Linked DNA regions of Mus musculus: region 2 is linked to region 1. A link is a contact called in public HiChIP or PLAC-seq data. All regions are on one chromosome and are shown on one strand. Each heading gives the region's core, a stretch centred on a gene start, on an enhancer-like site or on the middle of the called end of the contact. The rest is flanking DNA. Distances are from core to core; before and after follow the strand shown. Region 1 holds the start of Ugt2b34 (UDP glucuronosyltransferase 2 family, polypeptide B34). Region 2 has its middle 34 kb from the start of Gm24121.

Region 1 (5,786 bases), core at 2,712-5,211:
CTGATAGATCCATTCCAAGGTTCACTTTAAACACCCTCTTTCTGCCTTAATTAGTGTGTGATTCAAGGCTCCACTTATCTGGAATTTAAAGGTATATTGCAAGTATCATTTCCATACTGTAGTTTCTATTCTAAACAAATGCCTTCATAAGAGATCCTAGTCCTCCAGGGCTAGCTACTTGCACAGAATTATATTTGAGATACCAATTTTTAAATCTTATTAATGTTCTCACAACCTGTGTGTGTGTGTGTGTGTGTGTGTACTATATGCATGCTTGGTACATAGAATATGGCACAGGATACCCTTGAACTGGAGTTATAGATGTCTATGAATCCTGGGAATCTAACTGAGTCCTATGGAAAGACAGACAGTGCTCTTGTCTGTTGACTGTTGAGTCAACACTCCAGACTCAGGGTTTGAAATAAAACTTGTTTATTTCTCTCTTTCTTTTATTTCACTTGTACATCTTTGTGTTTGTTGACTTATATATTGGAAATAGAATCTCATTAGTGCTCTAGCTGTTTTCAAACTCTCACTGTAAGCCAGGCTAGCCTTGAACTCATAGAGATCTACTTGCATCTGCCTCCTGAGTGCTGGTATCAAAGATGAGTGTCATCTTATCTGGCTAACTTAAACTTCTTTTTTAAAATTTTTATGTAAAAAATACAAATAAAATAAAACAGCAACCAGGCACGGTGGCATATACCTTTAATCCCAGCACTCCAGAGGTAGAGCTCTCTGAGTCCCAAGCCAGCCTGGCCTACCAAGGAAGTTTCAGGATAGCCAGAACTATACATAAAATTCCTGTCTCAAAAACAATAAAATAAAAATAAAATAAATAATTGTATGCTATGTGTGTATGTATATGCGCACACACACACACACACTCATATATACATATATATACATATATATGTGTGTGACAAATTTTATATATATGTGTGTGTATATATTTATATATTGAGTATTTTATATATAATATGTCTCTACACCACATGTATCTCTGGTGCCCATGAGGTCTGAACTAGAGTGACCATACATGTAGGGAATTGAATTTCTATTCTCTGGAAATTCAGCCAGTGCTCTTACCCACTGAGTCCTCTCTTCAGCACTGAGTTGGGGAATTTGCATAATATGGTTTGATTATATTTAACTCTTCAGCCAACTTCTCCCAGATCCATCTCCATTCCCTAGGGACTGAACATTGTGTGTGTGTGTGTGTGTTTTTTTTTTTCATATCAACCATGTTCAATGTGTACTACCCATATACCATGAATATGTGGCCTTGCACAAGAGTAGGATAGAGTTGCTACAGGTAATATTTTTAAAACAAAAAAAAAAATCTGACTCTCCTTCTCCCAGCAATACCAATTGCTAATCGCTCCCCAGCTAGGGCTGGAACTCTGTGGTCACTTGTTCTCTCCATTCTGAGATTTTCTCCATCTTGTACTTGTATGGGGATTTTACATGCTGTCACAGTCCCTAGGAGTAGATATGTGCAGATGATGCAGTAGTAAATATTTAATCTCAATCAAGTTTTTACCCTGCCTTTGATCATTCAGTTCCCAGCTAAAATACAAGCAACATTCATGTTTATAATAAGCCTTAATAACCTCTAAAGCTGGGCAGATAGCTACCATCTAAGCTATTAGCATCTACTTCCCTATCCATAACCCTGAGATATCTCACCATGATCCATCTGGGATGTTCTTAACTTCACTTATCCATTCCTCTTGGCCATGTTTTGATGACTGACTTACTCCATGATATCTGCTCTTTTCTCCATCTTCTCTCTTCCTTCAAACCTGGGAACTAAAAATTCCACCTATCTCTCTTTTGTCCAGCTATAGGATGGAGGTATCTTTATTCACCAAATAGTAATAACTTGAATAACAAGGTTACATGGTTATATGGGCCTACGTGCCGATTCTCTCATGTCTGGGGGCAACCTTGGGATGCTAGTATATAGCATTACATACATAGCAAAAGACAAATCCTCAACAGAGACTGTAGAATATGAAAGAAAGAGCTTGCTTGTAGTTATCCACCACCTCTGTCTCTTACACGCTTTCTAAAGAAATGACCCGAGGCTTGGAAGGATACCATGTGATATACATGTCCCATTTATGGCTTAGTGTTTCTTATGCTCTGCACCTTGGACATTTATGGGTTTCTATGCCAATAACTATCCACTGCAAAAATGTTCTCTGATGACAGTTGGGAGATGCTTTAATGTTTGGGTATAAGTCATTAAGAGTCTATTTCATACAATGTTCATGTATTAGAAAATAGCAATAGGGTCTCGTCTACATTGTATATCCTGTCTGGCACAAATTTATGACACAACATTGGTAGCAGGCATCAGCTTCTCTTCTGAATCAAAAGAAGGGATAATTCCTAAGAGCCAAGTACTTCAGAATCTACCCAGTGACCATTTGGACAATAAGAATCACACATTTTTCTAGTGAATGTTATAGTCCTTTTAAAGAAGATTATACTTCATAGACCTAGTGTTGAGAGGTTGAATGTAAAATATACATTGAAGCAGCTGAATAAGCTGATCTATGTTATTTGGTTATTTATTATTGTTCATTTAAATACTGAAGCTTCTCTGTCAAAGAAAATTGTTTTTATATAACTTAGTTAACATTGAACTGTTTTTTAATGTTATACAGCCATCAGGTTCAAAACATGGAAAAGAAAATCCTGGGTTTTCTTAATTAAAAAGAAATTTTAAAATAACCACTGTCCTCAATATTTAAAAATCACACTATGCCTTGAGACACTCTTCCCATTTCTAGTATGGAACTATCAAGTTCTGTCTAAAATAGCTATGATATCAGAGGACAGTCCCGTTTTTACATTTAGAATTTTATGCTACTTGTAAGCAGAATTAGAGAACTAGATTTTTGGATTCATTCAAAAACCATTTACTAAGTATTACTTTGTTCTATATAAAGATGACTAAGGCATGGTCACTGCAGGAAAAACAATATAGGGGAGTGTAAGCTGTCACTTACAAACAAACCTAGCTCAATAAATCCATAAAAGAGCCAAATTAATAGTGAAATGCAGAATATATTCAGTGTGATCACTTTAGGAAGAGAGACAAAAGGAGCCAGTCACCCTTAATTCCATCTTTGGGATTCTTACAAGGCATCTGCATAGCTAAGCTTTCCAGGAATGGCATGGGACCTTGCCCACCATTAACTTAGCTCCTAGTCACCAGAAATGTTAGCCTGCCCTAACTTGTAAATTGCCCTCCTGGATACAAATTCCTCCTCTGGGTGTCCCCAGAGATCAAACATTTCTTCTCCTAGCAGAAAGTTACTGGGGAAAGTCTTTCAATAGTCTGAGAGTCAAAGAGGAAAACACAAATGTCTCCTTATCTCTTCACTTTTGCTAGGCTGACTAGTTACAAGTAAGCAGGTTCTTGATGGGGTAGAGATGGAGCTAATGGGAAGACTAAAAGAATGGGGCTTCCATCTAGATTATAATATGCTCTAAACGTAAGTGCAGTGTGTTTAATTCTGAGATTACACTATAGACCTCTGAGCCATATACTTAAAATCACTAAGTAGTATGGTAACTGGTCAGTGTTGCCAATATTCATATGACAAAACACTGACCTATGGTATTTATAAAAATGTGACTGGACAGTTTGCCTTTACTTCAGATTCTTTATCAAAGAAGCTCCATTAGGAGAAAGAGAGAGTGAAAGGAAGGGAGAAAGAGAGATCTTACTTTTCACTGTTCTCCAAATACAGTATACATTCAAGATCACTGAGAATCCAGAGTCATTTCCCACTTTCACATCTGCATCCAGGTTTTGGCATTTGCCCTCCAGAGGCTGTGACTCCCATTTCTATTTGCTTTGGTGTGTACAAGTTACACTTTAACTGACTGATTACTGCTCTTTCTATATCTGTAAGAGCTGAGCAATCATCCTTTGGAAGGCAGGCCTGAAGTTAACCAAGATGCCTGTGAAAATGACAGCAGCCCTGCTCCTGCTCCTGCTCCAGCTGAGTGGCTTCTTTGGATCTGGGACTGGTGGGAAGGTGCTGGTGTGGCCAATGGAGTTCAGCCATTGGCTCAACTTGAAGACAATCCTAGACGAGCTTCTGAAGAAGGGTCATGAAGTGATGGTTCTGAGACCTTCAGCATCCTTATCTTATGAGGTTGACAACACATCTGCTATTGAATTCGAGACTTATCCTACATCATACTCCTTATCTGAGTTAGAGGAAATTTTCTGGGAATCACTCAAGAAATATATTTATGAGCTGCCAAAGCAGTCATTTTGGGGATACTTCTTAATGTTGCAAGAAATGGTTTGGGTAGATTCAAAATATTTTGAAAGTCTCTGTAAAGATGTAGTTTTTAACAAAGAACTCATGACAAAGCTACAAAAATCAAGGTTTGATGTGATCCTGGCAGATCCCTTCATACCCTGCGGTGATCTGCTGGCTGAGGTTCTCAAGATCCCCCTTGTGTACAGTCTCCGCTTCTTTCCTGGCTCCACTTATGAGAAGTACAGTGGGGGACTCCCACTGCCTCCTTCCTATGTGCCTGTTGTTATGTCAGAATTGAGTGACAGGATGACTTTCATGGAGAGGGTGAGAAATGTCATCTATATGCTGTGTTTTGACTTTTGGTTCCAAACATTTAATGAGAAGAACTGGAATCAGCTTTATACTGAAGTATTAGGTAAGTGCCCTGTTCAGTGCCCTGGTGGGATTGCTGGATTCTCAATTTGCTGTGTCATTGAATGTGAATGTCTAAGAACAGGTCTGACAGGGGAATGATTTGTCTCTCCTAAATAAAATGATGGGAAAACTAGAAAATTAGCTGTCAAATTCAAGCATTGTAAAGAACTTTGTATTCCAGTGTCAGTTGCAAAACCTTGTCTATGAATTGTCAGCACACACTCACATAACAAAACTATGATTATTTCTCTAAGAAATTACATAGGCCCAAGACATTTTTCCTCGTGTTTTAAAGCAACACTTTTACCTGACTGGTGCCTTCATTGTCATTAATATCTTTGCCACTTTATTATATTCATTGCTATTATTATCATGTGTATGAACATGCACACTTGTGTCATGGGAAAGGGGGATTGTGCTCTGGGTTGCTTATGTAGAGGCCAGATTAAACTTTGAAGAGTTCTTATTTCTACCTCTATGTATGTTCTTGGGATCAATTTAGGTGTTTACGCTTGTATAGAGATTGAACTCAAGTCTTTAGCTTGCATGGAATACCTTTACCTTCTAATGTGTTACACCAGCCTCTAAAACATATGCTTTAAACAAAGGCAAAGTCTTCATGACTTATAAAATACACTGAGGATTATACATACTTCTAGCATAGGTAAATATCTATCTATCATCTTTCTATTTACAATCAAAGGAGGACTTTTTATATAAATTATTTTTTTATTTATGATTTAAAAGATCTTCCCCTTTAACCTACTAAACTTCTGCACAGCTGTGAATATTCTATCTCTGCTCTATACAGAGGAAATATGTGAATGCAAAACATGGGGGAATCTAATTGATTTATTGGAGTCAGTTGAAATTGTGTTTCAAACATAGAATCTTGAAATGTAGACATATTGGGTATTACTTAGTGTTTTACTGAACATACATGTCTCTCTCCATATTTTAAGGCATGTATCCATATTATCTGTAAACACATCTATACATACCAAATTATTAAACAATCAGTCATGAATCAAGAGCAAAATCAAAGAACTCAGGCATAATAAAAATTTCTCTCTGAGGGAA
Region 2 (5,818 bases), core at 2,838-5,337, 55 kb before region 1:
GAATTTTACCTTCCTGATCTTCTCCTTATTTATTATGGTGCCTGATTTTGTGTTTTATCGATTTGTTTTTTTCAGTGTGTGTATCTATATTTCTCATGCATTTTTTTTGCCTGTTTGATTTCTAAAGAGAGAGAAGGTATGGAGTTGGATGGGTGGTAAGAGGATCTAGAAGGAGATGAAGGAAGGTAAATCATGATCATAATTATGGTGGTTTTAATAAGTGTGGTCCCCAAAGAGTCATGTGTTTGAATGCTTGACCTGTAGAGAGTGGCACTATTAGTAGGTGCGACCTTGTTGGAGTAGGTGTGACCTTGTTGGAGAAAGTATATCACTGTGCATGTGTGCTTTAAGGTCTTATATATGTATTCAAGCTTTGCCCAGTGTGGAGCTAAGTCTCCTTATTCTGTCTGTGGATCATGACCATCAAGATGTAGAGTTCTCAGGTTCTCTAGCACATTGTCTCCTTGCACACTGCCATGCTTCCTGCCATAATGAGAATGGAATGAACCTCTGACACTGTAAGCCAGCATGAATTAAATGTTTCCTATATTAGAGTTCCATTTGTCATGATGTCTCTTCATAGCAATAAGACCTTAACTAAGATAGTGATATATTGCCCAGAAACATAGAACACCCAAGATACAATTTGCAAAACACAAGAAAATCAAGAAGAGGGAAGACCAACTGGTGGATACTTCATTCCTCCTTAGAATAGGGAACAAAATACCCATGAAAGGAGTTACAGAGACAAAGTTTGGAGCTAAGAAGAAAGGATGGACTATCCAGAGACAACCCCACCTAGGGATCCATCCCATAATCAGCCACCAAATCCAGACACTATTGCATATGCCAGCAAGATTTTGCTGAAGGGACTCAGGTATAGCTGTCTCATATGAGGCTATGCCAGTGCCTGGCAAATGCAGAAGTGGATGCTCACAGTCATCTATAAGATGGAACACAGAGCCCCCAATGGAGAAGCTAGAGAAAGCACCCAAGGAGCTGAAGGGGTCTGCAACCCTATAGGTGGAACGACAATATGAACTAACCAGTACCCCCAGAGCTCGTGTCTTTAGCTGCATATGTAACAGAAGGTGGCCTAGTCGGCCATCATTGGGAAGAGAGGCCCCTTGATATTGCAAAGTTTATATGCCCCAATTCAGGGGAACGCCAAGGCCAAGAAGTGGGAGCGGGCAGGGGTGGGGAGAGGGTATAGGGAACTTTTGGGATAGCATTTGGAATGTATATAAAGAAAATATCTAATAAGATTTTAAAAAAAAAAAGAGTAATATATTGTATAAAAATTTATCTTCAATAAAAACAATGGGGCATATTGTATAAAAAATGTATCTTCAATAAAAAATGGGGCATCATATTGAGTAGAGAGTTCTCAAAAGATGAATACTAACTTTGAAGCAATACTTAAAATTTTTTCACATCCTTATACATCAGGGAATAGTAAATTAAAAATACTCTGAAATTTCTTCTTACCTTAGTCAGAAGGGCTAAGATCCAAAAGAAGTAAATGCTGATAAACATTGGTGGGCTATGGTGTTCTCACCCCTATCAGGACTGTGTTCTACAGAAATATTCTTAGATGTGTGACCTTCTACTAGAGCATGGCTGAATTCTCAAGGCCTACAAATTCAGAGAAAACTGACGTCCGGGCACCTCTGGGCCTGGAGAGGGTAGTGACCTAGGCACAGAGTAGGACTCTGGTGATGGCTTTAAAGTCTGAGCATCTCAGACAGTACTGAAATGCTGTTGGTAACTTCTTTTTTTCTAATGAGTGATAAATAAAGTTTTGGGGTTTTGGGGGGATATTTTCTTTATTTTCATTTCAAATGTTATCCCCATTCCTGGTTTCCTCCCTTCCTGGAAACCCCCTATCCCATCCCCACTCCCTCTGCTTTTATGAGAGTGTTCCTCCATCAACCCACCCACTCTGGCCTCCCCACCCTCAGGATAGCAAAAGCTATTCTCAACAATAAAAGAACTTTTCGGGGAAACACCATCCTCGACATCAAGCTGTATTACAGGGCAATAGTGATAAAAACTTTATGGTATTGGTACAGAGACATGCAGGAAGATAACTTCAAAAAAGTTCTAAAAACTTTCTTGCTCTTTCTGAGGGTACACGACTGCTGGCTTAGGTGAACAACACCTGTAGCCTAACAGCAGAGGATTAAGCAGCAGCCTTTGTTCTATCTCAGTAGGCTCTAACTTTCAACCTGCTAGTCTGAAGTTGCAGGAAGAAAATGGGACACTTTAGAGAAGTGGTTATAGTGTTTATTACTAAGCTGTAAAAATTTCCTGTGAAAGCTATCTAAACGGAAAAGCAGAAAGATTCAAAATGGGGAAAGGGAAAAAATTCTAGTAAGGGAAAAAAATTCTTCTAAAGGAAAAAACAAAATCTCCTAGGTGCGGTGTGGGGGGGACAGGAAAAAATTGTACTATAAGTGGGAAAAGGAAAAAGAATCTCTCTTTCTCATCTCTTTGTTATGAGTACTTACACATTTTTCAGAATACAAAGTTCATCACAAGTTCACAAACAAAAAAATCAAATCATAAATTGAAATAGAAGCTTTAAGCAGCAATGTTTACATGCATAACCATTAGGAGTAATTATCTGGCTTAACATCCATCACCACCACCACCACCGGTCTCAGCGCCACAGCTTCACTGAAGGTATAATTTTTTTCTTTTTTTTTTAATTAGATATGTTCTTTATTTACATTTCGAATGTTATCCCCTTTCCTAGTTTCCCCTCTGAAAATCCCCTATCCCCTCCCCCCCCCAACCCCCATACTCACCAACCCACCCACACCTGCTTCCTGGCCCTGGCATTCCCCTACACTGGGTTAGAGCCTTCACAGGACCAAGGGCCTCTCTTCCCATTGATGACCGACTAGGCCATCCTCTACTACATATGCAGCTGGAGCCATGAGTCCCACCATGTGTTTTCTTTGGTTGGTTATTTAGTCCCTGGGAGCTCTGGGGTTACTGGTTAGCTCATATTGTTGTTTCTGCTATGGGGCTGCTAACCCCTTCTCACTGAAGGTTTAAAACCATAACTAAGTTATTAGTGAAGTTTTGTATAGATAAACACAGTCAAAATTTTATCTTCTGTCCTAGCACCTATAATAAATTGTTAGTTCCCTTTTTATGACCTTTGGTTAATTGTTTTACAACCTCATGGAATGTTCTGCGTAGGAGAAAGACTGGTTACTATCTAAGAGCAATTAACTGGTGATACTTGGGAGACTGTCAGAGTTTTCATTGCAGTTTTGACTATCAGAAAAGGAACTAATAGCAGTCCCACTCTAAAAAAGCTTAATAATCACAGATATAATTTTAGGAATTCTTATAGGATCAACATTAAGACTTTAGTCATCTATTTGTCTATATACCATCACTACAAGACAGTACATCTTTGTGGATCTGCAGAGATCTGCTCTAAAGGGGTGGGCTACTACTTAGTGGTTGTTATATATGTTTAATATTAACCAGAAAATCATATTAATAGTGGGACTCTTTCTGAGAATGAATCCCATACAGCCTTGCTTAATAAGGGCGCACCTATCACAGATTATATAATAATCCAAAGCAGGCCATTTCAGGATGATCACCTGCTAGTTTAGGACTCCCGACAACTGACACTTCCAGTAGCTGAGAGCTACCAGTAGTTCCTTGGATAGGGATGGAATTTTATGCCTAGAACCACAGAGGTTATCAGAAATTTAAACACAACCAGAGAGTAGTATTAAAACCATCTGCAGATATGGATTACTATCCAAAGGTACATATCCTTTGTTGTTCATAACAAACTTTATCCAGATGATTGCCCCACCCAGGGGCTTTATTAGCTGATCATGGTGAATTCTTGATATCAGAATTCTCTTTATATCTGAGAAGGGAAAATATAGATATTAACCCAGAAGGAAGTTAATTTACAATGCACCAAATCAATTAAAAAATTAAAAGTAGAGGTGCAGTCATGTCGGGTCTGATGTATGCCAAGAAGGTGGGGCACTGGCATGAGCTGAGCCACTAAGTTTTACCAGGTGGGGCCCACAGGCAAGGCAGGGACCAGCCCAGGCAGGGACCAGGATTGAGGATCCCTGAGCAGCCAGCTGGCCAGACTGGAGGGAGGAGCTTAACATTGTGGTTCCAACTCAAGATATCTGAGCTGAGAAGGCCACTGTGCACAGAAGAGGGTAAGTGGAAGTGTCCAGAAGCAGGGAAACTAGCTGCAGGCCTTAGTCTAGGGAAACGGAGGAGTCAGAGGAAAAGGGGAAGTTTGTGGAAGTAACTGGCAGGTGTGAGTGACCAGGAAAGAAGGTTGGTGGAAATGAAACAACAGTGAAGTGTGGCTGGAGAGAAGGTCTGTGTAAGTGGATCACAGAAAAGTGGAGGAAGTGCCAGGGGTGGCCAGAAGGCAGTGGAGCAGAGAGCAATCAAGCCTGAGAGTGTTTGGAAATTGGAAGAGTTGGTTGGTGGCAAAGAAAGTCAGGACCTGGAGTCAGCCACAGAGAGTGGGCAACATGTCAGATGTGGGTTGAGAGACTGGTCAGATTGGCCCTGCTGCAGCAGCTTCGGGCTAACTGTGTGGCATTAAGGTCAAGGGTAGCTGCCATTAGTGTGATTGCAGGAGACATGAAACTGCAGCTACAGAAATAAGAGGGAAGATACTTGGAATTCCCTTTAATTCCTTGCCTCTTTCAGTTGTTCCAGAGTATAGATATATTCCTACAATCCAAGCTTTCTTGTTGATGCATGCACGTCTTTAAAAGACCATTATGCATACAGAAAGGCTTTTTGGGAATTCGGGACCTGTTATTAGTCTAAAGGTACTAAATAGTAAACTGAACCATGGTGAAGCCTGCCTGCCTTCTACACTTCCATGTAATGTTGAACACCTGCTAAAGCAGTTCTTCCAGGAATTGCCAGAACCTGTCCTCCATGCTGATCTGCATGAAGCACTTTTCAAAGCTCAACAGTTAGAAACAGAGGAGAGAAATAAAGCTAGATTGTTGCTGTCATGTCTTATGCAGATCCTACTCTTGATGGATTAAGATACTTTTCTTAGACAAGTGATGGCCATGAGAAGATGTCTGCAAACACAGAAAAGAAGCTATGTCTGCATGCAGAATTAGTATAGACAATTTTTAACTGTACATCTGACATTGGAGTGTCAGATTGTATCCTGGGAAAGATACCAGCCATGTTAGGTATCCATGGACTCTGTCCTACTCCATTACTGAAAGACTTTGAAGGAGACTTTGAAATTCTTGGTGAACTTAAGAGAAAAAGAAGACAAAGTGTTGGAGATTTTGTGAATGGAGCCCTAAATAAACAAATCTAGCAGAATACCCTCTATTACACCTCAATAAAATAGAACTGCCCAGGCCTTTGTATCACCATTGATTCTCAAACCAAGTATTAAGCGTAAACTGCCAGGAGAGTCTTCTCGTGCCTTCTTAAGTAAGAAAAGGAAGTCCATCAAGCACAACTTTAACTTCGATTTTTTGCCAAGTCATCTCTCCAGCAGCAATTCCATACCAGTATCAGTTCCCTTTCTACAAGCCCTGAAAGATCTTCTCAGAGTTCTCTTTCACTAATCACCATGAGTGAAAACCACCTGATCAGTACAGACCTAAGGCAAAGTAAAAGGATTGCCACAAAAAAGTTTACCAGGTAGAATCAGGAAAAGCAGGCTGCTTCTCTCCCAAAGTCAGTCAAAAAAAAAAAAAAAAAGTCCAAAGATCTTTCGATTTCTCTGTCTGATACTTAGATCTTGTCTGGGCAAGAACAGAGATTC

The links. HiChIP or PLAC-seq counts read pairs in DNA pulled down with a chosen protein or histone mark.
Region 2: a contact with region 1 is called in an H3K4me3 HiChIP or PLAC-seq map of intestinal crypt epithelium, with 3 times the contacts expected there. The contact joins the enhancer-like site here to the promoter of Ugt2b34 in region 1. A contact is called at or near these places in 1 of 39 promoter capture datasets (liver), 2 of 484 Hi-C or Micro-C datasets (liver and nephron progenitors), 3 of 115 datasets of contacts at active chromatin or transcription factors (embryonic stem cells, intestinal crypt epithelium and intestinal villus epithelium) and 1 of 9 other capture datasets (pancreatic islet).

The regions. Positions count from the first base shown.
Region 1 is chr5:86,905,112-86,910,897 of GRCm38.p6, reverse strand. It overlaps Ugt2b34 (UDP glucuronosyltransferase 2 family, polypeptide B34), which reads left to right and starts at 3,961. Exons shown (of 6, transcript NM_153598.2): 1 at 3,961-4,707. The coding sequence starts at 3,978.
Region 2 is chr5:86,960,445-86,966,262 of GRCm38.p6, reverse strand. It overlaps the pseudogene Gm20121. Among named protein-coding and RNA genes, the nearest start is that of Gm24121, 34 kb to the right of the region's middle. Within about 2 kb of position 4,087, at least 15 of the 459 cell types and tissues checked have an H3K27ac peak or open chromatin away from gene starts, as enhancers often do. A contact at or near this core is called in intestinal crypt epithelium and intestinal villus epithelium, where this site is marked.